Regions from separate parts of the Mus musculus genome. Here region 2 is linked to region 1. A link is a contact called in public ChIA-PET data. All regions are on one chromosome and are shown on one strand. Each heading gives the region's core, a stretch centred on a gene start, on an enhancer-like site or on the middle of the called end of the contact. The rest is flanking DNA. Distances are from core to core; before and after follow the strand shown. Region 1 has its middle 3.6 kb from the start of Atp8b4. Region 2 overlaps Sppl2a (signal peptide peptidase like 2A).

Region 1 (4,990 bases), core at 2,173-4,672:
TCTGTTTTGATACAGGATCTGAAGGTCTGTCACTTGCCATATATCCTAGACTAGCCTCAAACTCACAGCAATCCCCCTGCCTCAGCTTCCTGGTTGCTAGGATTACAGATATTTCCACCACATACAGCCTTTTCATAATTACTTCTTTGTTTCATGAGGCAGGTACCAAAAGGAGCCAGAGCAGACGTTGGATGGCGTCAGGAGGGAGAACACAGAACGTGAGGATGACATCTGGTGCCCCATCTGGCCAGAAGAAAACGACTAATCAAGGTGTCTAAGCCAACTTGTTAAGACAAGAGAATTGTCCCTGGGGACTAATCTGACAGGTTCTGTTTTACTGGTTCATTAGATGCTGAGAGAGTGGTGCTAACTGATAACCATTGTTAAGGATGGAGCTAAAAGCATCTGTGGACTGCAGAGCACGTGGACCACATGCATGTGGACAGCTTTCCTCTTCTCTTATTTTACATCTTCCTGAAAGTTCTTCTCACTTGCAAGATTGCCCATAGATGAGGCTTAAAGGAACGCACTTTCTTCATTCCCTGACAGCCTTCTACTTTCACTCTCAGCTTCTCACTGTCTCCTTCCAAAGTGTCTCCGAGTCGTTTATCTTGAAGATAGTGAATATATCCATTTCAACTCTAAGCATTTTTACTTTTATAAAAATACTCTCTGCTCCATAACTCAGAATGTGACATCACCCTTGCTGTGGGAATTAAACTACCGAATGATTTCTAGAAACTTTTTCCTCAGTCGTTCCTGACTTGAGGGCTTTAATCTCTAAAACAGAATTATAACAAAGCCAGAAAGAATCCACGTTTAAGCCCATCTCCACCAATCCAATCCTTCCCTTGGAACACTGCCCAAGCAGGCGTAGTCTATGGAAGACTGCAGCCAGTGCAGCAGACGTCAGTCAAACTTGAAGAAAATGAAACTCCCTTTAATACTATATAATAATTCCTATAAATACTCTTCCTATTCCTCACCAAAATGTGCTCATCCTTTGATGCTCTTCCTCGCCTGGGTTAGGGTGTTTAGGAGATAGGAGATAGCGGTATATAGGAGGACCGGGCCATCAAAAGAGATGAAATACCCTCATGCTTTTTTAAATGTGTGTGTGTGTGTGTGTGTGTGTGTTCAGACACATGAGTGTGAGAGTGTACCACGGTGCACATGTGGATGTCAGAAGGCAACCTCTAATGTTAGAGCTGGCCTTCCATCTTGAATGACACAGGATCTCTTATCCACTACTGCATAAACCAGACTACCTAGCATACACACTTTCAGAGAGTCTACTGCCGTCACTTCCTGCCTTCCCATAGGAACACTGGTATTACCAATGCATGCTACCACACCAGGCTTTCTGCAAGCTCTGAGCCTCCATACTCATGGTCTCTGCTACACAGCAAGTGCTTTATCCAGCAAGCCATTGAGCCAGGTCTGGGCATTTTCAGTCTTGCATGTTCAACTCTCCAAAATACCCTTTTTAAAACTACCCCAAATCATATAAAATGGTAAAATGTCTTTTACTATAGGATAAATCATATCTTACCCTTGGCTTCACCTCATGCAAAGATCAGTGGTTCCCTCCTGTAAAAGTTCTAATAGCATAAATATGATAGATAAATAGATGGCAGATAGAGAGATTGATACAAATAAATACCCCAATAGCTATCAATAGACAAGGAGATGATCTTTAAATAGATGATATATAGATGATTAATCGACATACAAAGGTAGATAGAAGACTGATATAGACAGATAATTCAAATACATAAATAAGAGAGAGATCATAGAAGACTGATATCAGCAGGTAAATATAGGTATGCAAACACACACACTCATATATGGGTGAATGAAAGGGGAGTGTGAAAATACAGAAGAAAGTTAACATGTACACACACATATGTGTGTATATATTCATTTAAAATTAAATAAGTACATTAAAAAAACACAATTGGGCTGGTGAGATGGCTCAGTGGGTAAGAGCACCCGACTGTTCTTCCAAAGGTCCAGAGTTCAAATCCCAGCAACCACATGGTGGCTCACAACCATCCGTAACAAGATCTGACTCCCTCTTCTGGAGTGTGTGAAGACAGCTACAGTGTATTTACATAAAATAATAAAATAAATCTTTAAAAAAAAAACACAATTATGTGTCAAAAAGGATTTTCTTTCCTTGACACACATGGTTGGCTGGTTGGTTGTTTTACACTAAGCTGTGCCTCTAACCCTTTCCCCCTCACCCTCCCCCCCATCTCGGTTTTCCATTTCAAGTTTAGGTTTTGAAAACCTAAAAAAAAAAACTCACAAAAATAACCTTCCTTTAAAAATACATACATACATACATACATACATACATACATACATACATACATACATACATAAACTGGGCAGTGATGGAGCACGCCTTTAATCCCAGTAGTTGGGAGGCAGAGGCAGGTGGATTTCTGAGTTCAAGGCCAGCCTGGTCTACAGAGTGAGTTCCAGGACAGCCAAGGCTACACAGAGAAACCCTGTCTAGGAAAAACAAACAAACAAACAAACAAATAAATAAATGCAAAAACAGACAAACAAAAAATCAAAGGAGGATGCCAACTGATACAGAGAAAATAAATAGTTCATGGCTGAAATAATAACTAAACAAGACATCTAGGAACGCAGCTGGGTGGAAAAAGGACCCTTGCCCATATAGCTATTTGGCAAGGAGGTCTCTCCTCAGGACGAAAGTGGTCACAGCTGGGCATGGGTGACTCTGTGCCTTAAGCTAAGGATTAAACTGGAAATTCCCTCTAATGATTAGAGTCTATTCAGCAATTAGGTTATTACAGGCAATTCCCCCTGCTCCAATTCCACACTCACCAAGCAACCTGCTGGTAATAAATTGCTTTCCCACAGAAGCCTTCGGGGAAAGAACACACCGGCGTGCTGAAGTGAACATCTGACCCTCTTGTTTTACACGTTTTTACGCTAATAAACTGTCATTCTTACTATGTGTCATACATGTCCTGAACTAGTGTTTGTCTGCCTCAGAAAGATATATCTGTTTCTGGTGTTCTATTAAAGTGCTGTCCAAAGTCCACAAGACAAAAAGGTCTTTTCTGGCCATAGGACTGCCAAGCTGCTCAGGACCTGGAAGCAGGGGTGATTAGAAGCTTGTCCTCTGATGTCTGGAACTCCTGCTTTCCCTCCTGTATAGAGGGGAAGTTTAATCCTGTATAGAGAGTTCCTGACTATTGAACCTAAGGTGAGTCTCTCTAAGCCTTGGTACTGACCAACCTAGGTGAGCTAAAGAAACAGATGTTGCTTTGAGCAGCCTGGGTTCTGAAGATTCAATCTGATTCGATAACACGTAATGGCTTCCTCCAGCTATTGCATTGTTAACAGGCAGGGCTCTCCAAAGATGAGTGCCCCTCCCACTTCCTCCTCTCTAGCTCACCCTCTCCTCCTTACACCCCCCTCCCCTCCCCTCTTCTTACACATCTCTCAGTCTCCACTACTTGTTCCCTAGGTTCTCTTCCTATTGCTCCTTAGGTTGGTTGCTTCCCAGATGTGTGCTTGGGTGAACCTTGAGACCCAAAGCGTTGAGGCCTGAAGTTGGAAGGCTAGGGAGATGCCTGTTCTTTCTCGATCGTCGTTTCCCTCGGCCCCCAGGCTCCCAGAGCTGAGAAGCAAAGCTCTCATTAATCCTGTTTCCCATGGACATGGAGACCTGGCCATCAAGCTGTAGTCTACCTTATCTGCCAAGTTCAAGGGCAGGCCCTTGGAGCCTCTAACGCTCTGAACAAGGGCGATTCTAATGAATCTTAACCATGGGAAATGAAACCAGAAAGAGAAAGGGAAAAACCAGGCTTCTGCCCTGCGTGAGTTCAGCTGAGTGTGAGAGAGGGCGGAAGGTATAGGTGATGTATCCATCACATTCGGTTTCAGTGGCAGCTATCCACAATCGTGGTGCACATAGATGTCACACAGTGTACAAACACAGAAGTGAACCCTTTGTGCTCTCCTCTGTGTGTGTGTGTGTGTGTGTGTGTGTGTGTGTGTGTGTGTGTGAAGTGATGTCTAGCGCAGTCAAATGTGTAAGTAACTGTCTAATCACCATGTCTCAACAGTAAGTTATTCTCTTATATAATATTTATCTCTATTTTTCATCTCCACCATCTCTGTATTCACTATTCCCAAGATCCGTCTGTGTGTCCACCTCTTCTTTCCCCAGTCTGTGAGCTTCAAAAGGAATCCATCCTTGTCTCTCCTGACCAGCCCGTGCTGACAGGCCGAGTTCAAAAATGGAGGAAGGAGAACAGGGGTTAGGGGTTAGCAGGATCAAATGTGGGGAGACGAACTCCAAATAGGGAACCAATAAGAGGAAGGAAGATGACAGAGGCAGGGAGGCTTGTGTGGAAGAGAGAGGAGACGCAGGAAAGCTGTGCAGAGAAAGGCAGCAAGACAGGACAGGACAGGAGAGGAACGAAAGGGAAGCAGAAGCTGGTGGGCGGGCGGGGAGAGAACACTGGCAGGAGGTGAACAACAGGAGGGAGAGAGGATTTACCATCTTATGGTTTGGTAATGGCTACACGCTTAATATAATATAAGCAGACCGCTTTGTGATATCACACACACACACACACACACACACACACACACTGGATCCAAGGCTGAACCCTCAGCTTGTGTTATCTCATTCAGTCTTCACCAGAACTCTAAAGAAGGAGCCATCATTGTCCCCAGTTTATAGATGAAATGACACAGTATTGCATGGTCGAGAACCTGTGGTTAACCCTGCCAGTAAGAGAGACAGGGAAGATCTATATGAGCTGACTGATTAAACTCCGCTCACCTCGCCCACTGCCATTGTTCTCTCAGTCTCCCTGTGCCAGTCTGCTGTCTACATTTTTATTCATTTTTAGTATATTTTTTTAATTTTGTGTGTGAGTATTTCCATGCATGTATGCATGTGCACCCGTTCCTGCCTGATATCTATGGAGGCCAG
Region 2 (4,974 bases), core at 40-2,539, 420 kb after region 1:
ATTTCGAAATACAGCCCACACAACAGCAACTGAGATGCACAGCCCGGAAAGGAAAATCAGGCTCACTTTAATGTTTTTGCCACAACACAAAATCCTGAAAAAGAAAAAAAAGTTAATTTGTGCTATAGATAAAAAATGTTCCCTTGATACAAAAAAGTGTCAAACATTAACAAAGAGTGGTTGTAATATTAATCTTGTCATGATTTTTACATAAAACCAATGAGGCATAATAACTGCCTCAACAAAACCCTCTGTTGGCGGTGCTTTCCAAGACTGATGGCCACCAGCCACAGATGGCTCCTGAACACTAGACATGTCTCAGGAATTCAGTGTAAAGATCCCAAACACATCTGGGCATGGTGGCACACACCTTTAAGTCCTAGCACTGAGGTAGTGCACACCTTGTTCCTGAACTTAGGAGGCAGAGGCAGACAGATAGATCTCTGTGAGTTCGAGGCCAGCCAGGTCTACAGAGACAGTTCCAGGACAACTAGGCTCCCGAGAAACCCTGTCTCATAAAACAAAACAAACAAAAAAATCCCAAACACATTATTAACTTTAAACTCAGACAGGCATAAATACAATCTTGAATATACAGGCTTAAAGCAACACCTCACTTTTCCTGTACTAAGCTGAAATACTAATTGCATCATAGGCTAACAGATACGTACGTGCACTGTCCACATGGCATCCTATGAATCAATGCAGAAAGACAGTTGTACAGGCTCATTGACGATGCTATGCAGAAAATCGCTATCATAACATACACTAGAAAAGAACAAGACAGATGTTAATTCCTTAGCTCTTTTCATTAGATCATACTTTCTATATAGTAACTATATTGCTATGTGAAGCAGTTGCTAAGGCGCAACCAAGAGTCTTAAAAGAGAATGTGTGGCACTTGTGGTTTTCTTTCCGTTAAACACTACCACGGTTGCTTGATGTGGCTGAAGATGGTTTTATGTTGAAAGTAACAGTTCATTACAAATATGTATAAATACTTAATTTAACTTCAAGAACAGAAGGACTGATGAGCCTCTGTCATATGTGTGTGCTTGTGTGTATGTAGGTGTACACATGTAGGCAGGTATGTGTAGAGACTAGAAGACAAACATGGTATTATTCCTCGGATGTCTTCTTTTTCTTTTGTTTTAATTGTTTGAAACAGAATGAGTCACTGGCCTGGAAGTTCGCCAAGCAGACCACCCCGACTGGCAAGCTCTAGGGATCAACCTGCTTCTACCCAGTGCTAGAATGAAGAGACTGGAGGCAGGGGTGGGCTGGGGCATCCTGCATGGGTCCTACGACTGAACGCTCGTCTCCCTTGCACAGTAAGCACTTCACCAACTGAGCCACTCCTCCTATTCCTCTTCTTGTGCCTCGTGTACTTAAAACTTGCTGCACAGCCAAGAATAACCTTGAAAACCTTCAACTTCTGATCCTTCTCTCAACCTCCGGAGTTCTGGCATCTCAGGTGTGCACCACCACATCGGTCACTTTGACCCCTGGGATTGAACCAGGACTTTGTGTATATTAGGCAAGTACTCTACCAACTGACTTATATTCTCTGAGTGATTAAGAGAATTTTTGGGTAGCCTTGGCGGGTCTAGAGCTTGATGTGTAGGTCAGGCTTGAATTTGTGGAGATCCGTCTGTCTCTGCCTCCCCAGTGCTATGATTAAAAGCATGTGCCACTGGGCCTGGCTTTGGATTAATAAACTACAAATAAGATTCTTTAGAAATGTAATTTAGGGATGAAGACAAATATCTGCCCTGGGTATCAACCAAGCATCTTCCCTATGCTTTCCTATGGAGAATTTATCTATAACAATTTGACCTGTGTTCAAACCAAATCCAGCCAGGCATAGTAGCCACCAGCTCAAGACTAGCTTTGGTTGTACAGAAAGTTACCACTCTAGCCAGAGCCACACAGAATAATGTTGGCTCAAGGAAAAAATTAAAATAGAGCACAAACGAAAAACACTCAAATCCATTCAAAGAAACTTCCTTGTTGCAATGAGATACCAAGGTAGTAAAATTTGATGGGCATTATATACTATCCAGATTTATTTGAAAATTATTTAAAGACATTTTACTACTGTGTTGTTATAAAGAGGGAGGGGTTATTATACCTTACAATATTCCTTTTATGGACGTTCAAGAAAATATTGTGATAGAAATACAAGCTGTAGCCAGGCAGTGGTGGCGCATGCCTTTAATCTTAGTACTTAGGAGGCAGAGGCAGGTGGATTTCTGAGTTCGAGGCCAGCCTGGTCTACAAAGTGAGTTCCAGGACAGCCAGGGCTACACAGAGAAACCCTGTCTCGAAAAACCAAAAAAAAAAAAAAAAAAAAAAAAGAAAAAAGAAAAAAGAAAGAGAAAAAGAAAAAGAAAAAAAGAAAGGAAGAAAGGAAGACAGACAGACAGACAAGCTGTTCCTCCATTTCCAAGGCCTATTTGGTTTCAGCTATGTACACAGGGATGAGGGGTGAGAAACAGGCTGATCTAAACACAGCAAATTTGGGGTGGTTTGGGTCTGGGTACTTGATTCTAACAGGTCAGGTTCATGAGATGCATACCGGATTGTTGTAAGGACTGGATAAGCTAATGTATGTAGTCATGGACACTGCACCAGTTCCTATGATCACTGGCTATGTGTGGAAAGAGGAGCAGTGGACAGACACCCCATGGCCTGTCAACTGGATTTTAGTCTATCCTCTGCCAAGCTGCCTGACCCAGGTTGCCACAGCCTGGCAGGGATTATACTTCCTGAGGCTATTCTGCAGCTTTAGTGCCTTGTCCAATGGTGTGCTGCCACTTCGGAAAGGATTCCACATGAGGAATAACTTTATTGTCACTTAGTTCCAGCTAGTTTTGTTTTAAATGTAAGGAGTTTAGCAGAAAGCATTCCCAAGATCATTGTCAGTTACTTTAAGTATATCTTAAATCTTTAAGTATATCTTAATCGCAAAATGGCAAGGAAACTTCCAGGACAGTCAAGGCTACACAGAGAAAGCCTATTTCCAAACAAACAAAACGATAAAGAAAGCCTTAACAATTTAGTACAATTCTGTCAAGTTATAATATACTAAGAAATAGCAGCCATCTTAGTCATGAAAACTCATTTAGGGTAAACAAAATCTTGCAATATCACACAAAACACTGGCCAATCATAATTTAATTCTATGTTCTGGGATAATTATGAGGTTGAATGATTTTCTTCTCACATCAAAAATTTCCCTTGTAAGCTGGGCACAGTGATGCACACCTTTAGTTCCAGCACTTGGGAGGCAGAAGCAGATCAACATCTGAGTTCAGGGCCAGCCTGGTCTACAAAGCAAGTTTCAGGACAGCCAGAGCATCCATAAGAAACCCTGTCTTGGAAAAAAAAAATTAATTTGTAATTCTCACTAAAAATTGAAATATGCTTTAGGGTAGAATAGCTATCTTTTAAAAATTATTTGTATTTTAAGTATGTGCATATATGTATATATATGTGGGTATGTACATGTATATAAGTGCCTAAGGAAGCCAGAGGCATTGGATCTTGATGGAGCTGGAATTACAGGTGCTTGTGAGCTACTTGGCATGGCGCTAGGAACCAAACTGGGATCCTTCACAAGAGCAGTACATGCTCTTAACAGCTGAGCCATCTCTCCGGTCCCAAAAGTTTAGTTTTTGAGAGAGGGTCTTACTGTGTGGCCTAGGCTGATCTAGAGATTACTATGTATCCCAGGCTGGCCTCAGCCTCTTGAGAAGATATACACAGATATATACTCAAAGCAGCACACATAAAATCCAGTTTCTTACCAAGCCACCTGTAGAAGAAATACAGTAAGACAATCATTATACAGCAGATGACCACGAACACAACAACCGTGAGAGGACTGAATGTTAAGTAATCGTCCTTCTTTTTTCTTGTCTCTCTGTCTTCTGCGTCTTCCACTGACTTCATGTTTTCCCTGTATAAACATGCACAGGAATGCGTCAGCAAGCTTTTACCAAGTACAGTTATTTTTAAAAATCCCTTTCTAACACCAATTGAAGGTTAATCACAAAGGTAATGCAATAATAATGTAATGTAATAAGGACCAGAAAGAAATATTTAATCTGGAAACTGAAACATCCTCTATTGCTACTCTCCAGAGATAATCTGCTATTACACAACTTTGGAACAAGATTTTTTAATGAAAACAAAACTGCTAGAAGAGATGATATTTATCATATTAACACTTTAATGTTTACCAATGTTTATACAACCAAGTTGGAAGAACTATTTATGTTGACATAATTAAGTTTTTTGTTTTTTTGGTTTTTCTTTTTTGAGACAGGGTTTCTCTGTATAGCCCTGGCTGCCCTGGAACTCACTTTGTAGACCAGGCTGGCCTTGAACTCAGAAATCTACCTGCCTCTGCCTCCCAAGTGCTGGGATTAAAGGCGTGCCATAGTTAAGTTTTAAGATATAAACTTACAAGCAACATTATCCATCTTCATACAATAAAGCATTTCTAAAATTAGTTTCTCTCAAATATAAACATGAAATTCTCTTACGAGCAAACTCAGTATTTACTATATGTCTACTCTGTGCTCATTAATGTATTTGGAAGAATTTTTTTTAATTATCAGATACAGTCCTGTCCTACCTTTCTTACTTCCTATGAATTCTCCCAGCAAGAGTCACCTCATTGAGTAGTCTCTGCTGTCAGCCTCATTGCCTCTTCGCAGTTACACGGAACCCACTCTGTGCTCCCTGTCCTAATTCTTCTCTCTGTCCACTTAAACTTCCTGTCATGCATTTTCTGGCCTGGATCATTAAGTCTGGGCTAAATAAAGCATCTGCATATTTGAAACTGCTCAGCGACACCAACGAGACAGCGACTAGACAGCGACATCCTCACTAGAACTCTAGATCAGGATGCCAAGGCCTTAACACAAGTGTTACTAATGCGGTACCTAAGTGGGGAAAGGTGCCAAC

Evidence for each region. ChIA-PET counts read pairs in DNA pulled down with a chosen protein or histone mark.
Region 2: an RNA polymerase II ChIA-PET map of memory CD8 T cells shows a contact between it and region 1, with 51 read pairs. The contact joins two enhancer-like sites. A contact is called at or near these places in 2 of 115 datasets of contacts at active chromatin or transcription factors (bone marrow-derived macrophages and memory CD8 T cells) and 1 of 9 other capture datasets (pancreatic islet).

What each region holds. Positions count from the first base shown.
Region 1 is chr2:126,492,624-126,497,613 of GRCm38.p6, forward strand. It overlaps a transcript of Atp8b4 not described here. Among named protein-coding and RNA genes, the nearest start is that of Atp8b4, 3.6 kb to the left of the region's middle. Within about 2 kb of position 3,423, at least 61 of the 459 cell types and tissues checked have an H3K27ac peak or open chromatin away from gene starts, as enhancers often do. A contact at or near this core is called in memory CD8 T cells, where this site is marked.
Region 2 is chr2:126,919,647-126,924,620 of GRCm38.p6, forward strand. It overlaps Sppl2a (signal peptide peptidase like 2A), which reads right to left. Exons shown (of 15, transcript NM_023220.2): 6 at 3,810-3,961; 7 at 672-768; 8 at 1-94. Among named protein-coding and RNA genes, the nearest start is that of Sppl2a, 11 kb to the right of the region's middle. Within about 2 kb of position 1,290, at least 27 of the 459 cell types and tissues checked have an H3K27ac peak or open chromatin away from gene starts, as enhancers often do. A contact at or near this core is called in memory CD8 T cells, where this site is marked.